2 separate regions of the Sus scrofa genome follow, and region 2 is linked to region 1. Evidence: chromatin contacts called from public HiChIP or PLAC-seq data. All regions are on one chromosome and are shown on one strand. The core of a region is the stretch at or near the end of the contact, and the rest is flanking DNA. Distances in the headings are between cores, read along the strand shown. Region 1 holds the start of VEZF1 (vascular endothelial zinc finger 1). Region 2 has its middle 18 kb from the start of CUEDC1.

The links. HiChIP or PLAC-seq counts read pairs in DNA pulled down with a chosen protein or histone mark.
Region 2: an H3K27ac HiChIP or PLAC-seq map of skeletal muscle shows a contact between it and region 1. The contact joins the enhancer-like site here to the promoter of VEZF1 in region 1. A contact is called at or near these places in 10 of 47 Hi-C or Micro-C datasets (adipocytes, alveolar macrophages, embryonic fibroblasts and 4 more) and 2 of 2 datasets of contacts at active chromatin or transcription factors (alveolar macrophages and skeletal muscle).

What each region holds. Positions count from the first base shown.
Region 1 is chr12:34,262,470-34,266,609 of Sscrofa11.1, reverse strand. It overlaps VEZF1 (vascular endothelial zinc finger 1), which reads left to right and starts at 2,804. Exons shown (of 6, transcript XM_021067259.1): 1 at 2,804-3,139. The coding sequence starts at 3,083.
Region 2 is chr12:34,183,204-34,187,291 of Sscrofa11.1, reverse strand. No RefSeq gene overlaps it. Among named protein-coding and RNA genes, the nearest start is that of CUEDC1, 18 kb to the right of the region's middle. Within about 2 kb of position 2,106, at least 38 of the 83 cell types and tissues checked have an H3K27ac peak or open chromatin away from gene starts, as enhancers often do. A contact at or near this core is called in embryonic fibroblasts and skeletal muscle, where this site is marked.

The DNA of each region.
Region 1 (4,140 bases), core at 1,555-4,054:
TGTCTTGGGACTGGGGCTGGGGCTGGGGCAGGGGGCTGTTCCCTTTGGTCTGGTAGAGTATGCTTCCTTCTGGATTCCATTGAGGCTGGTAATGAAGGGTAACATTTCTCTCTGGCTGATATTTCTGGTATTTCTAAATATTGTAGTCTTGGTTTTTATTAGTAGACCTGTTAATTGTCAGTTCTACCTTTCTTGCATGAAGAGTTAAGTAGTGCATTAACTGCCAGTCTGGAGCTTCTAACTGGATGGTCTCTACAAAAAGTTTTGAATTTGACTTGGTTTTGGTTTGTTGGGCAGTCTTACCTGGAAAAGGTAATTGACAATAGCAGAGTTTCTATTCCTAGGCTGGTGAATCTAATCTTAATCCTTAATGTACCCACAGGATTTTAAAATCCTTTCCAAAATGGGAAGGAAATATCCTGTTGCCTTTTAGCATTTGCTAAAAGTTGTCTTGAGAAAAGCTGATCTTAATAGGTCTCTTCTTTTGTCATGTGTCATTAGCCTTTTGGCTATTCCCCTTAGGGCTCTTTGAAGGAGAGAGGCATGGGGCATGGGGAAAAAACCTGTTAGTTTGAGAGAAAGTAAGAGGAGGTGGCTCAGAGCTCTTACATAGAGGTCCCAGCCCAAAAGTTAATCTAGAACCACTCAATAGCACCAATAAAAATATTTACTTAGCACCTGTTATAATCCAGGAAAATGGTCTAGCTTTTTGTATACATTTCTCATTTAATCCATAAGACACCTCTGTGAGTTAGGTATTTATCTTGTCCTCATTTTCCAGATGAGGAAACTGGGGCCCTGAAGATAAAGTGACAGGTTATACACATCGGAGTAGGAGAGATGGATAGAAGGACAGGGTGAGGAGGGAATGTGAATTTTATTTGGGTGGATGTAGCACTTGTGTTTTTTGGCTTAGTTACCAGACATTTCGGTTTATTCATCCTATCTGGAGGTGACACCACTGAAAGTTTTTTTTTTTTTCTTTACAATAATCAAGATGAATTTATTGTCTTTCGACATTGCTAGTGTTTTGATGGACCTTAGTACAATCTGTGGAAGCCTGCTTGAGGAGGAGGAGTTTTGTTTGTGGTTAAAGATTTTGTCTGTCCTAAGGATGGAGTCTTTGATCTTAGTTTCATTACATTCCTCAAAACAGTTGGAGCTGAAGGTTTTTGAGTACTCTTTTCCAAACTTTTTCCAGAGAAAAATATCCCAAGATTTAACATTTCATCTGAATTTAAAAGGTCGTTAATTTTTCTCTTTAAAGGAGGGTTTGGGGAGCAATCAGGAACTCTGGTTTCATCTCATGGTTAGAAAGAAAAATTAGCCGTTTACACAGAGTTCTTTTGTGGTGCAGCCGGTTAAGGATCTGGCGTTGTCACCTTCGGTGCAGGTTCGATTCCTGGCCTGGGAACTTCCACATGCTGTGGGCACAGCCAAAAAAAAACAAAGCCATTTGCTTCAAAAAAAGTGATACTTCTGAATCCCAGCTCTTCAACAATGAGAACTGGACCGTTTTTCACTGGACATCTACTTTATGGTAGTGAGGAAAACCCTCTCCAGAGGTACTGTGAGAAGGCTCACTAGAGAAGGGTTTTCTAGATCCTGGGAAAAGATGTTCAAGAGAGTCCAGCAATATCGTCATTAGAAAAATGGTCTTCATTCAGTACTAGTTTTCATGATCCTGAAGCTTCACTCTCACCAGTTTGAAAGGCAGCAAAGTAGGAGAGGCTATACAGGGGAAGAGAAAAACTGAGGAGATGTAGTACTGAGACCTTGAAGTGAACATGTTAAGAAAGACAGGGAAGAAGCAGAGACTTGCATTTACTGAATGAAAACAAAAGAATATGCAGTGTCTAAGGTCAGAGCAAAAAGGTTTTCGCTTACCTAGTTAACTCCTTAAGTTTACATCTTAGTTCTCTCCTTATCTTATATACATATAAACTTAGGCATTTTATTTCTCTTTCCAAAAGTGACTAATGGACATTTGTAGGAGACTTAGGGGCCACTGTAGCAGCTTAGCTAAGGAATATAATCAGGAAACTATTTATTCATTTTCTGCCCCCCCACCCCACCCCACCCCCGTCTGAGGCTGACCAAGTCACCTGCTTCTGCCACTGATCCAAACACTGCAGAGCTTCTCATTCATCCCCCAGGCCTCCTGGCAGTGTCCAATAGAGAATCGCCTCTAAAAGGAACCAGACCAATGTTTTGCAGCCCCCACCCCCTGCATTCTGGTGACTGAGGGAAAGGGGTATACGTGTGTAGTGGATGGAAAGGAAACACAGACTGGCAAATTACTATACCTCCTCAGTCTCTTTTACCAATAGAATTCTGCCACCGTATTATTTTTATTGTGTCTGTATGGGGGAAGTCAGAGATGGTGACCTCGATTAGAATGTGACTTAAGAGGAATAAATGGAGCGGATGAGATAAGAGTCAGTTACGAAAGATGTTGAAGCCTTGAAATAATGTGACCATCTGAAGGATTTTTTAAAACCAGAGTTAATAAAAATATCATTGATAGTCTGCCCCCTCATTTCCCGCCACAGGAGACTTCTTGGACTGGAGGCACTTGTATAATAATAGCTTGTTTCTAATATTCCCAGTAGCTACCTCTATGTGAGGAATGGATAGAAAATGTTCAGGGCATCATCATACAAAGTTCCAGTAGCAGTGACGCCTACACGGAAGACTTGGAACTGCAAACAGGCTAGGGTCACCTCAGTGACATCTGACGCTGTCCAACCAGAAGTTCGATTTTTGTTTTGGGGGGTGAGGGCGCGGACTGTACTAAAAGACTGAAATAATTTGCCTATACTTTAAGAAAAAAAAATTTTTTTTTGGCGGGAGAGGGGGTGTTTGGTAGAATTTCACATCATATCTGGAGTTAAAGGGAAGATGGGGACGCTCAGCCCTTCACCCAAGAATAACCCAGCAATGACACCTCTACGCGTGGGAAGTGTCTCCCTCCGCCCAGGGAAGATCTGTGGCTGCACCCCAGTGGGATTCCCTGCTTGAGTTGGAAGGCCACTCAGAGTTAGATGCGTATCCTAGCAAGAGTGCGGAAGGTTTCGCTGAGATGAAATACCAGAGTGGAGAGACTCTCCAAGTCGAAGGGGCTTCCCCCAGTTTGGAGGTAGGGGCTGTGCTGCGCAAAAAAGGGCCTGACGAGCCAGGTGACCGCCGCCGTCTGTGCCTTCCCCTGAGGGTCTGATAGGGAAGCGATGCTGCTGGGCATCGGGTTTGAGTCACGAGAGCCGGCCCAGCCTTCCCCAGCGAGCCAGCGCCAGACCCTGGCGTCCTCCATCTTCTCTCCTGAGCTCCCCCTGTTCCAGCTGCCTGAGCCACGGACCGCAGCACCACACACCCCCGCGGGGGGGACGCCGCGCCCCATCCCCGCCCCCCGCCCCACCCCAGCCCCCCCGCGGGGGCCCTGACCCCACCGCCGGCGGGCCCTGGCTGAGCTCCGAGACGGCGAGCCGGCCGCGGGAACGCCCGGGAGGGGTCCGGGCCGCTGGGGGCGGCGGCGGCCGGGTCGGGGCTCCCCCCCGCCCGCGCTCGCCGCGGCGGTGGTGCGTCCCGGAGGTTACCGGAAGTGGCCGCGCTCGGCGCTGCCATGTTGAGGAGCCGCCGCTGCCGCTGCCGCCGCCGCCGCCGCCGCCGCTTTGTTGTCGCCTCCTCCGGCTGAGGAGGCTCCCCGAGCGGGGGGAGTGGGGAGGAGGGGGGTCGGCCGCCGCAGCCATGGAGGCCAACTGGACCGCGTTCCTGTTCCAGGTACTGGGGCCCCCCCGGGGGGGCACGGGGGGACAGGGGGGCCGGGCCCCGGGCTGGCGGACGGGCGCTCCTCCTCCCCTCCCTCCCGGCTCCGCTCTCCGGCCCGGCCTTAATCCCCCTTTGTTTTTCCGCCCGCCCGCCCCGGCGGAGCGGGGCTGCTGAGGTGAAAGGAGGCGGCCTCACGGGGTGCGGGGAAGAGAGCAGGCCTCGGGGTGAACCCCGGGCCCCCCCAGCACACACACGCACACACCCTTTCCTCCCGCCCTGAAGGGGAAGGGAGGAGGCCGGTCGCTGTCACCACTCGCGGCCCAGAGAAAGGAGGGCGCCGGGCCGCTGGATAGCGCGGTCCACTCGGCCACGGCG
Region 2 (4,088 bases), core at 857-3,356, 79 kb after region 1:
ATTTGCTGTCTCTTTTACAACCCGCAGCCTCATCCTGCCTGATTTATGCTTTTATTTATTTATTTTCATTGTGGCAAAACATACATAACATAAAAGTTACCATTGTAGGAGCTCCCGTTGTGGCTCAGAGAGTTAAGAGCCTGACATGATATCTGTGAGGATGTGGGTTCAATCCCTGGCCTTGATCAGTGGGTTAAGGATCCAGCGTTGTCACAGACTGTGTTGTAGGCCACAGCTGTGTCTGTAGTTTCGACCCCTAGCCTGGGAACTTCCATATGCTGCAGATACAGCCATAGCAGTAAATTAAAAAAAATTTTTTAACCATTTTATTTTATTTTATTATTTTTTGTCTTTTTTTCTTTTCTAGGGCACACCTGCGGCATATGGAGGTTACCAGGCTAGGGGTCTAATCGGAGCTGTAGCCACCGGCCTACACCACAGCCACAGCAACGCGGGATCCGGCCATGGTCTGTGACTACACCACAGTCCGGCAAACCGGATCCTTAACCCACTGGGCAAGCCAGGGATCGAACCTGCAACCTCCTGGTTCCTAGTCGATTCATTAACCCCTGAGCCATGATGGGAACTCCTTTTAACCACTTTAACTATTTTTAAGTGGCAATTCAGTGGCATTAAGTTTGCTACAATCATCACCACTATCCATTTTCAGAACTTATTCATCATCCAAACAGAAACTCTCTGCTCGTTACATAGTGACTCTCCACTCCCCAATTCCCTCAGCCCCTGGGGAAACTCTGTGCTAATTCAAACTCTAGGAATTTGCCTCTTCTAGGTGCCTTATCAAAGTGGAATCATAGAGTCTTTGCCTGTTTGTATCTGGCTTATATCACTGAGCATGTTTTCAGGGTTCATCCATGTGGTAGCATGGATTAGAATTTCATTCCTTTTTGGAGTTCCTGTCATGGCTCAGTGGTTAACGAATCCAACTAGGAACCATGAGGTTGCAGGTTCGATCCCTGGCTCTGCCCAGTGGGTTAAGGATCCGGTGTTGCCGTGAGCTGTGGTGTAGGTCGCAGACGCGGCCCGGATCCCTCGTGGCTGTGGCTGTGGTGTAGGCCGGCAGCTATAGCTCCGATTCGACCCCTAGCCTGGGAACCTCCATATGCTGCGGGAGCGGCCCAAGAAATGGCAAAAAGACAAAAAAAAAAAAAAAAAAAAAGAATTTCATTCCTTTTTATGGCTGAGTAATATTCTGTGGTTCCATAGGTATAGACTACATTTTGTTCATCCATTCATTTGGTGATGGACCCCTTCAGGCTATCATGAATAATGTTCTATGAACATTGATGTGCAGATATCTGAAGTTCTGCTGTCAACCTCATGGTTCCTAGTGGGATTCCTTAACCCCTGAGCCACACCGGGAACTCCTCTGTGCATGTTCAAATACACGACCATGCACGCCGATACTTTAAGATACTTTGTAGGAGCCACCTGGCCCCGCCGCTTGGTTTTTTTCATGTCATTCCATGTTGTACCTGAAAGTCTCTGCTGTGTGCCTCGCTTCTCCATCCCCTGGACACACCTTGGGTTGGGTGTCAGTCCCAAACCCTCTGCACGGACAGCTTTGCAAACGGGGGCCACCGGCTCACCAGAGCGGAGCCATGGTGAGGGACATGCAAACTGGCCTTGGCACTGGGCAGGCCATGCTGCCCAGAACCATCTTCTCCATTAGTCTGGGCTTTTCCCAAGTTGCTCTGCACACTGGGGCAGCTGAGCCGTGAGCTGCTCTGGGAAGGAGGGCCACCCACCTGGCCTTATCCAGCTGCAGCCTGGCCGGGCACACCCTCCCCTCCGGGAATTCCTGGGAGTCAGCTTCCTCTGAAGTGGAGAAGTCACTGAGAGCTGGGCAGAGCCATGAGCAGCATGCGTGTGCGTGCGTGCGTGTGTGTGTGTGTGTGTGGTGTGTGTGTGTGTGTCCCGGGCTCTAGCAGCACAGGGCAGGCGGGTTTCTCTTTGGGGCTCTGAGAAGAAGCCTGGGGGGGCATCAAGGCGTGCCGAACCCTCACACACTTGGAAAGACCCAGCTTAGCCCTGGCAAAAGGCCACCTTTCAAGCCAAGGACCAGCCTGCCTTTTGCCAGCACCTTTTTCTGCAGAGCCCCAGGCAGCTGGTGGGAGAGTACAAAGAGGCCTGGAAAATCCATAAACTGCATAATCGGCCCCTGCATCTTGGCCGCTTGACTCTGTTTATTGCTTCCTGTCCCCGCAAGCCCTTTGCAAACAGAGAGGCTTTGAGGGGGGTGAGCTGGACGGGGTGGGTGGCCCATCCCTGCCCCACGGGTGGCAGCGCACAGCTCAGGGAGCAGGCAGCTCCCCAAAACAGGTCCATTCCTTCCCTTCTTTTCCACTGCTCACTGCCACCCCCAGAAGGCACAGGGGCTTGCCCGAGAGTGTGACAGGGGCCCTGGAGGAGGGCCGTCTCCCCAGAGGGCTGTTCACTTTCTAATTGACAAAGGACAAGGGTCTCCTTTCTATCAACTTCCTTAAAGGCCTGGAGGTTAAGCTCTAACGAGGGGCAGGAGGGGAGCCAGGTGAGACCTTAGCCTCTGACTACCCCTGCGAGGTGGGGAGGGGAGCTGGGGGTCCGGTCCCTGGGGTCTAGACTGTTCCAAGGACTCTGGGTCTCGCACGGAGCCGACTTTTTCTTGTTTGTGTTCCATGTTTAAGGACAGATTTCTTCTGTCGACCGACTTGTCTTCCTTCATGTCCTCTCAACTCCACTCCTCCTCTAGTTTCCAGAATGAACGAATTCACTTCGCTGGGAAAGGGACAGGGAGGCAGGGACTCTTTCAGGGAAGAGCTGCAGCCCCAGAGTTTACCTAGACCCTCACTGCTGGAGGGGGGCCTCAGTGGGGGGGGTGGGGGTGGGGCTTTGCTGTGCTTTCCTGGCACCTGGGAGACTCGTGACACCTGCCTGGTTGGAGGAGGGATGCTGTTTGGAGGGGCGGGCAAGGGAGGCGGTCTCCCGGGGCTGGGGCAGCCCCTCCCATCCAGATTAAGGGGGGAACTGTCCCTCTGCTCACCCTTCCATCTGCAGCCTCTCTGTCGCCTCCCTTTGCCTGGCTTCCCTGTGGGCCACAGAGCCCCCGATTTACCCCCCGCTGGAAGGCCTCGCTGATTTAAAAAGCAGAGGGCATGAGTTGGCCTGTGCTCTCTGTGTGGACCTGGCCGTGGGTCTGCTCATCCTTTTCTGCAGGGGGCCGTCCAAGCTGACTTCCACGTGGGCCCTCTGTGTGTCTGAGCCTGTGCTTGGGGTTGTGCAAGGCTGAGCCTGCCCCACCCTCCCAGCTCCTTCCTGAAAGTGAAATGCTACAGTCCTTGCTCAAGAACAAAGGCCCTGCATGTTAATGATTTTCAAGTGTGGCCACTTCCTCTTGCCTGGCCTAACTCACTCAGCTGCTGCCCTGTGGGCGGCGGCGGCTGCAGCGGTGTGGTTGGGATGCAAACACCACCTGAAGAGCCCAGACGGTGGACTTGGAGGCCCTGCTGGGGGCCTGCAGCCCGCTGGCCCTGGGACCCTGGTGGCAGAGAAGGCAGGTGGCTCAGCTGTCACCTGGGGCATGCCCCCTTCTTTTCTCTCTCCCTGCTCCACGAAGCCACTTCTGCTCCAGGGTGGCCCCACGTTCCCAACCCTTCTGGAGCCTCAGCTTCCCACTTTGCCCAAGGCAAAGGTCAGAGGCTCCCCATTGTAAGTGGGGTGACAGTGCGGTGAGTGGTTGGGAGTGTGGGCTTTGGGGTACGATCCTGACTCCACCATTCCTGGCTGAGACACCGCAGGTGGGTTATTTAACTCCTCTGTGCCTCAGTTGCCTCACCTGCAAGGTAACCCCTCCTGCCTCTTGCCAGGATTCCACGGAGGTAAAATGCCCAGCACGGGGCCAGGTGAGCCCCTGCTTTCGGGCACCTGCCATCCTAGAGCCTGGCTGAATGGAAGGGGCTTGTGGGACTTGCCCCCAGCCCTGGAAACAGTCAAGTGCCGGCACATGTAAAACACAGTCATTTGGGGCAGTCAGCATGTTCCGAGTGAGAGAATGATCTATTTTGGGGTTTTTAAATGACTGGGATCAG